Linked DNA regions of Sus scrofa: all the other regions are linked to region 2. Evidence: chromatin contacts called from public targeted proximity ligation data. All regions are on one chromosome and are shown on one strand. The core of a region is the stretch at or near the end of the contact, and the rest is flanking DNA. Distances in the headings are between cores, read along the strand shown.

Region 1 (3,994 bases), core at 1,001-3,500, 190 kb before region 2:
ATGTACACAAAGCTACCAAAAGACGCAAGAATGTTAACAGCAGCGCTGTTCACGGGAGCAGAAAACAAAACAGCAGCAACCCCCACATCCACCAAGAGTAAACTATGGAACAGTCACAGAATGGAATCTTGAGAGCAATTAGCCTCCAACAAACGGATGCTGCCCATACCATGAGTGAGTCTCACAAACATTAACAGTGAGTGAAAGAAAGCAGATGCAAAAAAGGAGACTGCATCATGTCACAGATGTGAGGTTCCAAAATAGGCCAACTGCGTCTATGCAGTTGCAGGCGCTGGAGGTGAGGATCCAGGGAGGGAACAAGAGAGAGACTTCTGCAGTGGGTCACGTTCTGCTTCCTGGTCTAGGTGCTGATTAGATGGGTGTGTCGTTTTGTGACAATTCATGGAGCTGAACACATGATTTCTGCACTTCCCTGTATTATATTAGACTTCAATAAGAAGGTTTAAAATATTCTTGATTATTTCACTAGGAAAATTCCCAAGTATGAACTTTCTCTTTTAAAGCAATTTGTCAGTTTTTTGCAAATTGCAACATTGTGTGTTGGGTTGAATTGTGTTCCCCCCAAAGATACGTTGATGTCTCTAATCTCGGCTCTCTGTACTGTGGTCTTTCTTTGGAAATATGGTCTTTACAGGCATAACCAAGTTAAATTAGGTCATATTGGATAAAGATGGGCCCTAAATCCAACGACCAGTGTCCCTACAAGAAGAGGGAGAGCTTGGAAATACATAGACACGCAGGGAAGAAGCCATGTGACATGGAGGCAGAGAGATGAGATTGGTGCAGCTACAAACAAGGAAGGCCAAGGATCGCCAGCAGCTGCCAGAAGTCGCGAGAAAAGCATGGAACAGATTCTCCTTCAAAGCTCCCACAAGGAACCTACTCTGCCTTGATCTCTGACTTCTTGCCTCCTGAACTAGGAGCCAATGCATTTTTTTTTTTTTTTTTTTTTTGTCTTTTTGCCTTTTCTAGGGCCACTCCCACGGCATATGGAGGTTCCCAGGCTAGGGGTCTAATCAGAGCTGTAGCCACCGGCCTATGCCAGAGCCACAGCAACGCGGGATCCGAGCCACGTCTGAGCGGGATCCGAGCCACCTACACCACAGCTCACGGCAACCCCGGATCTTTAACCCACCGAGCGAGGCCAGGAATCGAACCTGAAACCTCATGGTTCCTAGTCGGATTCTTTAACCACTGAGCCACGATGGGAACTCGCAACACATTTTTGTTGTAAGTCTCTCAGCTTGTGGAAACGTGTTAGGGCAGCCCTAGGAAACTAATACAAGTACCAAATCCTAAGCAGGATTACTTTGTGATCCCTGCTCAGCCTCTTGCTAGAAGGCAAAGAATGTTCTCAAGAGGTGGCTATAATTTAATCATATTGAGAACCGTCTTGTTGACCAAGCCCAGGTCATCTCCCTGACCTTGCACTGCAGGTGGCTGAATCACTCTGTTCCCCTGAGCAGGTGAGTCGGGGGCAGAACCTGGAGAACAGGAAGGAGGAGAAAGTGAGCAGAGACACTTTTCAAATGTCATCAATCCCAATTCTCAGCTACGAAGGTTATGCAAAGATATTATTACCTTTGTTACTCAACTCTTTTCTCATTATATAATAATTCAGGTTTACTTCACAAAAAATCAGGAAATACTGGAAAGCAAATCAAATAAAAAGCTACTCATAATTCACACCCCGAAACATCCACTATTCGCATTTGGGTGTATTGTCTGCCAGACATTTTCCTTGGGACGTATTTTTATTTTCTTTTTTACGAGAGAAATACTATCCCTTCCTAATTGCCTCCATGTCTTCTCTTCCTTTTTCTCGATAAACAGATTTTAAAAATACTCCCGAGACCCATTCTCCTGCCCACACGCATTTCTGCTTTTGTTTCCCATCATAGAGTCCTCGCCCTGGGCCCCTTCCTGTGACCAACCCACTCTTTCACACAAGAAGTCAGTTCTCCCTCCAGCCCTGAGTTCACGGGGAGAGGCCCTGAGTACAACACAAACAGCGCCAGGGGAAAAGGCTTCTGTAGTATGGTTGCTACCTTTCCCCAAATGTCGGGTTTGCTTTTTCTTTTCTTTTTTTATTGTATTTTTTTTTTTTTTTTTTTACTTTTTCTTTTAGACTTCACATGCTGAGAGTTGATTTTTTTCTCTGCTTTTTAGGGCCACACCCGGGGCATGTGGAAGTTCCCAGGCTAGGGGTGAATCAGACCTGCAGCTGTCAGCCACAGCCACAGCCACGCAGAATCCACGCCACATCTTCTGCGACCTCCACCACAGCTCGTGGCAATGCCAGATCCTTAACCCACTGAGCAAGGCCAGGGGTCGAACCCACATCCTCATGAATACTAGTCAGGTTTGTTACTTCTGAGCCACAGTGGGAACTCTCGAGAGTTGATTTAATTACATTCCTCCGTTCAAGACACGGTTATCCTCAACATCAGGACCAAAAGCTCCTGTTTCCGTATGTTCCTTTACACGCCAAGTCCTCACTCCCTCTCCCCTCTCCCCTTTCACATCCGTCCTAATGTGTTTGATTCAAGTCCTAGAAGGTCGAACTGGGTGACTTCCATTTGCACCTCCAGATCCACTCCCCATTTCTCTTGGTCCAGCTCCCGGCCCCTGGCAACTCGTCCATAGGGTGAGCATCAGCAGCTTGCTTGCCCTCTGGCTTCTCAGTGGGTTTGGCCAATGAAAAGCCCCATCAGGGGAGCTGGAAGGTGGCAGGAGGAGAGGCCAGGGCACTTGTTCCCTTTTCCTCCGGGGAGTAAGGGCTTCAGGCGCGAGCAGGTGTTGGCTACACCCCGTGGCTCCTGAGGGGGTGTCTTCTCCAGGAAGCTCTCTCAGCTCTTTCGGCCCCTCAGGTCAAGGGCATGGTGAGGCACAGGGCTGTTCCTAGCTCCGGGGCACTTCACCGTGGAGGATTACTTTTCCTAAGACTGCCCCCGCCTTTGTCGACAGTCCTTGTATCAACCCTCCAGTTATGCAATATGTGTGTGCCAATCTCTTCCCTGCTTGGAATGTTCCTTCGTGTGCACGTGTGTGTGTACCTGGGTGTTTAATGCGTGGACCATTACCATCTTCAGATCTCACCCTGTTTCTTACTCCTTTCACACAACTGTGTTTGTACAGCCTACATTCCTATAAATGCTCCAGGTCGCTGCTTCCAACTGCATCTCTCCTCTTACTTCTCCAGCCCCTCATGAGGAGCCGTCTCCAACTTCCAGCTGTCACAGGCAACGCACAGGAAATCTGAATTTTCATCAGCTTTTGAACCCAACACTTTTCAGTTCTTTTCTTGGTCTCGGTTCTGTATTTATACCAAACACAGTGATTTTATGAGTAAATTACATTGCCTGAAGCTCAAGTCTATGTTGCTCCGTTAAACAAAGGGACCCCTAATTCACAAAAGGTGCTTTTGGAATGTGTTTTTTCCTGATTTTTCCACCACAGTGTTAAATTGTGTAATAAAGGAAATGGCAAGAATCACAAAAGCTACCATTTATTGAGCACTTACTGAGCATTTATTGTGCTAAGTTCCCTCATAAGCCTGGGCTGAATGGTGCTCATCAAAAGGATGAGAAGGCAGCTCAGGCTGGCTCTTGAGGGCTGAGTGTTAAATTTTCAAGAATTTTGCAATCCAATTACTAAACACAACAATTATTAAATGGTAAGTTATGTTAACTGATGGAGTTCCCTTGTGGCACAGTGGGTTAAGGATTGGCACTGTTGATACAGCAGCTTGGGTCACTGCTGTGCCATAGCTTCAATCCCTGGCCCAGGAACTTCCACATGCCACAGGCACAGCCCCCCAAAATTGTGTTAACTCACAATTACACAAATTTACATTAACAACGAATGTGCTAAAAACCAAAGACTCATCAGTTCCTACTTATTTTACCCTTAACTGTTCTCCAGGCTCAAATTATGTCTCTTGTATCTGTAGAGTGGAAATATTTGATGGCGC
Region 2 (4,018 bases), core at 966-3,465:
TAACCAAACATTGATCTAAATATTCTTGATCAGTTCCCCTGTGGCACCGTACGTTAAGGATCTGGCATTGCCGCAGCTGTAGTGCAGGTTGCAACCGAGGGGTGGGTTCGATTCCTGGCCAGGGCATTTCCACATGCTGCAGGTGCAGCCATAACAAAGCCAAATAAGTAAATTAAATATTCTTTATCAAATTAGCATTTAGACATGCTCTTTTCCTGGGTGATATCGAACCTGGAACCAGGCAGGCCTCCCAGAGCTCACAGTTTTTGGGTTGAGAAGTCCTTTTCCCTTTTGTTTTCATATCATGAAGCAGAGTGGATCCACGGGTGAGTCTAAGACCCATAAAGAACCTCTTCTCACTGTCTCCTGGGAGTTCAGACTTAGCTCAGCTCTTCAGAATAGGATATATATCATCCAATTATTAAACTTTTGTTTTCTTCTTTGGTTTCCTTTATCAGCAAAATATCTGTTGAGTCCTTCTTGATCCCTGAATGCCCTACCAGGAAATGTGTCAGAGGTGGGTCAGGCATCTTGCCAGACATTAGGAATTCAGGGGTGGCTCAGACATTGTCACTGACCACCAGGAGGTCACCTGTCCATGAAGGACAGAGGCCCAAGAAGTAATAAGCCCAGGACAGTGCCACAAATGCGGCAACACGTGTTCATGCCTGGGAGCGGGGAGGTGACGGCCTGGTGCCCTCCTTGTCACCTTCTCTCCTTTCCTCGGTGACCCCATCCCTCTGAGCTGCTAGTTCTCCACAAGGCAGAGGGGAAAGACTGCTCCATGCTCACCTTGCTGCACAGAGAGCTTCTTAATGTCCCAGACGTGGGGGGAGGTCGAGGCCAGTGGGAACCAGGAGCCACTTTGTGACCCACCCTCAGCTTCCGTTGAGCCACTTTGCCCTCAAACATCTTCGGAGGCTCCCAAGCCTTCTCTTTCCTCTGGACCGAGAGTTGCCATTTCACTGCTGGCAGGAGGCCATCTGGCCAGGGGTGTGGAAGCGTTATCAGCAGGCACCTGTCCCAGCAGAAGCCTCTCCCCCCATTGTCCTATGGGGGTGCAACAGGAGGAGCAGTTACGTCTCTCCAAGTCCAGGACACCTGGTCGTCTTGGGTTTCACCTGCCAAGACCTGTGTGGAGAAGGGAACGGTTTTTGGATCTACATTATTGCTCTTGACCTTGAGACTCAACGGGGGAACCAGTTGGCACCCTGCATGGAGGGCAGGAGGATAGGGCTGGCCTGGCTGGTAGGGTCCCAAGGACACTTTGGTTGGTCACTGGGCTGCTTTTCTACCTGCTGGAGCCTTAGATCTACTTTCTCTGTAAGAGCCAGCCTGCTGTTGGCTGGGCCAGGGTTGGAGTTTCAATTACCCTTTGATCAGAAACCATCCAGGAGTTATTGCTGTGGCACAAGAAGACCAGTGATGTCTCTGCAGCAGTAAGGACAGGGGTTCGATCCCTGGCCCGGCACAGTGGATTAAGGAGCTGGCATTGCCACATCTATGCTATAGGTCACCACTGCAGCTCAGATTCAATTTCTGGCCTAGGAACTCCACATGCCATGGGGTGGCCAAAAAAGAAAAACAAAAAACACATCCAGACATCGATGCAGAACCCCTTGAGATAGAAATAGAAAGAAATAAGATGGTAAGAAGTCTGTTTACATGACCTGAGATGAGTTTGGCGAGGCAGTTAGCTACCAGATGGAACTCTGGCTGTGTTTCCAAGGCCACTGGTGGGGTCACCATCTACATGTGACCAGTTCCCCCTTAGAATCTTACATCTTAGCTTCTCCTGATCAGTTCCTTATTGCAGTGATAGGTAGGGTGAGGGGTAGGGATGGGAAAAAGAGTGAGGAAGAGGAAGATGTCCTAAGAGAACTGGGAAAAGCCAGTGTTCTAAGCCTAGAACTCGAAGCTTGGCGTGTCTCCCAGGTCCCACTTAGGTTTGTTGAGCACCTACTATGTCCAGAGATGTGCACATGTCCCATGATGTGCTGTTTTAGGAGACGACAGTGTTTGTAGAAAACCAGGGGGTGCCGAGTTAAGCTGAAGAGGGGATGGCCATTTCTGGTAATAGTGGTCCCTCCCAGGTCGGGTCAGTAGCTGGAAGGGTGATTTGGGGAAGGATTCTCCTGGCAACTAGGGAAGTGTCCTCTGCATGAATAAAGAGTATCCTGGTGCCACAGGAAGTTGGCAGGAAGTGACGCATGCAGAGACAGTTCACGTCCCACCTGATCCCAGGCCCTTGCCTGCAGACCAGCCAGGCCACACACAGTCCAGCAAGGAAGTGGCAGCAGTGTGGTTTGAGTCTGGCTGATCACACGGATGTTTGGGTAACCGAATTTTTTTTTTCTGCTTCTATAAAGCAGAAATTGGCACAACATTGTAAATCAAACTATACTTTAATCATAATAAAAAAAAAAAAGTCCTAACATTGGGCTCAGCTGTGGATGCAAATCCTGGGTTCTCCTGTGCAACCTTGGACAGATGACGTCTTTGAGCCCCCTTGCCCTCATCTGTAGAATGAAGCTAATAATCCTGCCTTATAATGATGCCTGTATGGGGAGTATAATGAGATTTTTAAAATTGAATACAATGTGCTTGCAAGAGCCTGTTAGCTTACCAGCACTCAGTAAGTGGTGGCTAGTCTTAATAACTTGGAAAGTAGCAAGATTGCTTCCTGGGAGATGGTAAAGTCAGCACATTCTGGCATAGTTCAGGGAGGTACAGAAGCCCCTTATAGAGTCGTTGCTAGGCCAGCAACACACAGGGCAACCGGATTCTAGACCCCGGAGGTTTTAAGGATAAACTGTTGGTCACATGGTTAGTCTGGTCACCAGCAGAGGCAGAGTGAGAGGGCAGCTAAAGAGGCAGCCTCAGGGGCTCACAGTGGGGTCTCATCCCTTTGGGGGAGATGGGGCTTCAGGCCCTTACTCTAATCCCTAAGACAAGCGCCGCCCTCTTCGGTTTCCTGGTCATCAGGCTGCCTTCTGATTTATCTGGCCTGCCCTGAAAGCTGCCTGGGAGATAATGCGCAGACCAGCAGCCGTGAGCATCTTATCTGCCCGACAGTTCAGGTTCACAAGCTAAGAAACTGACATGTGGTTTTGCACATCAGCCCCCCTCTGCTTTGCTGCTGTGACCTGGCGCCCCCAAGTTGCTCCAGCCTGGCTCCAGTGGGAGCACCTTTCTGCGCCCGTGCATGGAACAGAGGCAGACCCTGCACAGCAGGAGTGCACGGTGGCAGGGAGCCAGCAGCATTTCCCCGGTGACCCCCCGCAGCGCCTTTTCAACCAGGCACCATACTCTCGGTAATGAAGGCAGGGAGAGTCCCCCACCAGAATGCCTTTGCTCCTACGACGGATTTTCCTAGAACTGTGTGCATGTCCGTGTTTTTGTGTTTCCATATTACCATTCTCGCTTGGCTTTTAAAACAGCAACAAAGAAAGAGGAATATCAGTCTCTGTGGCTGCCAGTCCGGTGCACACCAGAATCTCGTGCTTGCTGGTCTGAAGCCACCAGATGGTGGTAGGACTGTGTGGGGGGTGTTTTTTTTTGTTTTTTTGGTTTTTTTCTTTCTTTCTTGTTTTTTCTGCTTTGCAAAAAGTCGTGAAGTGGGAGAAGCGGGGGCATGTGAGATTGGCTGGAAGATTGTCGGCCAACAACAGTTTGCAGTACCTTCCACCTTGCGTGGGCATAAGGACATCTTCCCCGAAACGTGTCGCCGACCTTCCCCAGCGTTTGCTGACCGCGCAGGATCAGCCATCCCGTGAACATGAGCTGGACTGTCCCTTACTACAGCTTCTGCACAGGAAACTCTGCATGTTTTTCTCTTCCTTGAGGATGGAAACATGTCAGGCTCGCCATTGTGGCAGAAGGGAAGTTATGCTTCCTTTGTCCTGGGGAGCTTTCAGGGTTTATTTTTGAAAATCTTTTTAAGTTTTTTCCCCTTTTGTACTAAGCTACCTTTAGGGGACAGATCCTTCCAGTGCTGAAACTACTACTCACGTTTCTC
Region 3 (3,806 bases), core at 439-2,938, 250 kb before region 2:
AGAGGAGACAGTTTGGAGGGTGGGGGGATGTGCTTGGGCTGTGGGATGGAAATCCTGTGAAATTGGATTGTTATGATCATTATATAACTACAGATGTGATAAATTCATTTGAGTAATAAAAAAGAAGATGCATCTCAAAAAATATATATATATATATAAAGTGTTAGACTTTTTACCCTTAGGATTTTTTTTTTTTTGTCTTTTTAGGGCCGCACCCTTGACATATGGAGGCTCCCAGGCTAGGGGTCTAATTGGAGCTGTAGCCACCGGCCTACAACAGGGCCGCAGCAACACCGGATCCTTAACCCACTGAGCAAGGCCAAGGATCGAACCTGCAACCTCATGGTTCCTAGTTGGATACGTTTCCGCTGTGCCATGACAGGAACTCCAAGAATTTTTTTAAAATCAGGCATAATTCACATATAATATAGTTCAGCCTTTTACAACATACACTTCTGTGGGGTTTTGTGTACTTGCATGGTTGTGTAACCATTACTGGTATCTAATTCTAGAACATTTTTATCACCCCAAAGAGAAACCCCACACCCTAACAGTCACCCCTCATCTCTGCTCCTCTTAGTCCCTGGCAGCCACTATTCTACTTTCTGTCTTTATGGATTTGTCCATGCTGGACATTTGATAAAAATAATATCATATAACACATGGTCCTTTGTGACTGGCTTCTTTCACTTAGGATCATGTTTTTGAAGTTCATTCATGTACCATGTGCTAGCACTTTTTTTTTTTTTTTTTTTGGTCTTTTTAGGGCTGCACCCATGGCATATGGAAGTTCCCAGGCTAGGGGTCAAATTGGAGCTGTAGCCATCAGCCTATGCCACAGCCACAGCAATGCCAGATATGAGCCGCATGTGCGACCTACACCACAGCTCATGGCAATGCTGGATCCTTAACCCACTGAGAGAGGCCAGGGATTGAACCCGAGTCCTCATGGATACTAGTCGGGTTCGTTAACCACTGAGCCATGATGGGAATTCCAGCACTTCATTCTTTTTATGGCTGAGTAATACCACATGGTATATTACATGGAGAGACCACATTTTGTCTATACACTCATTAGTTCATGGACATTTGGGCTGTTTCCACTTTGGGGCTGTTATGAATAGAGGCACTATGAACATTCATGTGGAAGTTTTTACATGGGCATATGTTTTCAGTTCTCTTGGATATATACCTACCCTTGAGAACTTGGTATCTAGCTGGAGAAGGAGCCTGAGGAACTAAACTCAGGTCTCAGAAATAATGTGAGATCCCCTCACCTCAAAAATTACACTGTCAAGATAATGTCTGCCCGTTGTGGCTGGAAATGCAAAGTTCCAGTCCACTACCGGAAAGAAAATCTTAACTTGAGCTGATAACTTGTCTACACAGAGTTCAGAGGAGGAGGAAGCAGTTCCTTCTTTTACTACAGAATCAAGTACCGGTCCATGAGAAGTCCACCTTGAATGACCCTCTGGGAATGCACCTGTTAGGTTGTAATACCCCTCGGCCCCCCCTCCACAGACCTTCCCTACAAGTAATAAATATGAATCTAGGTGCTGGAGAGAGAGTGGCCAAGAAAATAAATATAGTTCCTGCACTCATGGAGTTTACAATCTTTTTCAGAGAAAGATTAACCAAATGCTTACATGTAATGAAGGCTCATGTGGTGGCTCGTGGACGAGAAAGGAGAAGTGAGCAAGCAAGCCTGGCATTAGCCTAGAAACCAGAGCCAGGGTGTCCAGGGCCGTGTGGAGGACTTGCTTCTAGAACCTTCTTTCTACTTGTCTCTCCGAGTTGATGCCTTGATTTTCACAGGGAGAAATGTGGGCCGCTCTGAGCTCTAAATGTCTCATTCAATTCCGCATTGAAAATCTCAAGAAAGGGGGAGTTCTCGTGGTGCCTCAGTGAGTTAAGAACTCGACTAGTATCCATGAGGATGCAGGTTGGATCCCTGGCCTCACTCAGTGGGTTAAGGATCCTGCATTACCATGAGCTGTGGTGTAGGTTCCAGACACGGCTTGGACTCCACATTGCTGCTAATGTGGCACAGGACGGCAGCTGCAGCTCTGATTCGACCCCTAGCCTGGGAACTTCCATATGCAGCAAGTGAAGCCCTAAAAAGGAAAAAAGAAGAAGAAAATCTCAAGAAAGGTTCTCACTGGACTATGTCCTTGGGAAGAGAATGGAGTTCTCTAACAGGTCAGCATAGGTCACATGCCACCTAGGTTCTAAGGAGGGTAGGCTATGGTACCCAAAGAAAGAGAGAAGGAATGAGCAGACAAAAACAATCAATGCTCACCACAGCAGACAAAAATAATCAATGCTTATTTTTCTAAGTAGGGTGGAAAGGAATGCATGATCAGAAAAAGTGTAGCTCTTCAGAGGTATCCAGACAGGAAAAACAGGCCAGGCTAGATTATGTAGAACCCTTTATACCATGAAAGGAGCTTGGCCTTTTATCTCATTGCCCTGAGGAAGCCACCGAAGAGTGTTAAGCCAAGGGAGGGATGTATATTTTAGAGTTACCAGCCTTGAAGACAGGAAGAAGTATTGGGGGCTTTTGTAATTGTCCCTGTGAGAGTTGATGAGGTCTGAACCAAGGCAGTAGAATTTGCGAAGAGAGTCTAGGTGTAGGATATGTTGGCGGAGGTGCCTGAAGAGTTTGTCGCTGTGACAGGTGATGGAGAGGGAGGAGCCAGGCATACAACTGTTCCCATTCGATAAGTAGTCAAGCTCACCTGTGATGAACTTCAGGCTCAGGGCAATTCAAAACTGTGCCTGGGAGTTCCTGTCATGGCTCAGTGGTTAACAAATCCAACGAGAAACCATGAGGTTGTGGGTTCGATCCCTGGCCTCGCTCAGTGGGTTGAGGATCTGGTGTTGCTGTGAGCTGTGGTGTAGGCCAGCAGCAACAGCTCCTATTAGACCCCGAGCCGGGGAACCTCCATATGCCGCAGGTGTGGCCCTATAAAAGACAAAAAGACAAAAAACAAAACAAAACAAAAAACTGTGCCTGAAAGAGTTGGGTGCTGCAAACAAAAAAAGCAAAGTAAGGCATGGTCTTTGCTCCCTAAGGGGCTCTCTAAATGTTGGGGAGCTAAAGTAAATATGAGAAAGGCGAAATGCAAGGTCAATTGAGTCAAATGTGATCAGTGAGATTGCGAGCACAGGATACTCTCATTTTGTTGGCTGATGGGGCCAGACATTATCAAGGAAAGACAGCTGAGATGAGCTTTAAGGCATGGGAAGCATTCCTACAGGTGGGGAGTTGGTGGGGGGCATTTCCGACAGAAGAAATCACATGAGCAAAGACATGGTGACGGAAACGTACATGGCATATTTGGAGAGTATGGAATGACTCGTTTGACTAGATGTCAAGAAGTTGTGAAAGATAAACCAGCAGGATGAGGATACAGGGGTGGGGTGAAAGATTGTTAGCTTTTTTTGCAATCATCCACATGTGGTTAGGCTATTCGTGGAAAGAGGAATTTAAGTAAAGGAGATCATTTAGGGGAAAGATGCTAAGTACTGCTTGGATGTATTGTGATGGAGGTAAATGTAGGACACCCCCGTGGTGATGACCCAGTGATAACTTACGAAAGGTGAGGGCTGAACTCCTGCATAGATGTGCAGTGGGTGTAGCTGCATGCATTAGTTTTTACCCTGATTCACTCAAATAATGATTTGAGTAGCATTTCCAAATTTGCACTACAGAATTTAAAAAAATAGGATGCCTGACAAAGGAAAACACACAGACATGAAATATAATTAAATTTAAGCCATAAGGTTAACATCAAATTTTTATG

Evidence for each region.
Region 1: a targeted proximity ligation map of alveolar macrophages shows a contact between it and region 2. A contact is called at or near these places in 2 of 2 datasets of targeted methods (alveolar macrophages and skeletal muscle).
Region 3: a contact with region 2 is called in a targeted proximity ligation map of alveolar macrophages. A contact is called at or near these places in 2 of 2 datasets of targeted methods (alveolar macrophages and skeletal muscle).

The regions. Positions count from the first base shown.
Region 1 is chr4:14,867,486-14,871,479 of Sscrofa11.1, forward strand. No RefSeq gene overlaps it. Among named protein-coding and RNA genes, the nearest start is that of MTSS1, 64 kb to the right of the region's middle.
Region 2 is chr4:15,053,441-15,057,458 of Sscrofa11.1, forward strand. The region is part of intron 3 of MTSS1 (metastasis suppressor protein 1); the gene reads left to right. Among named protein-coding and RNA genes, the nearest start is that of NDUFB9, 58 kb to the right of the region's middle.
Region 3 is chr4:14,801,108-14,804,913 of Sscrofa11.1, forward strand. The region is part of intron 2 of LOC106509966 (a long non-coding RNA gene); the gene reads right to left. Among named protein-coding and RNA genes, the nearest start is that of ZNF572, 80 kb to the left of the region's middle.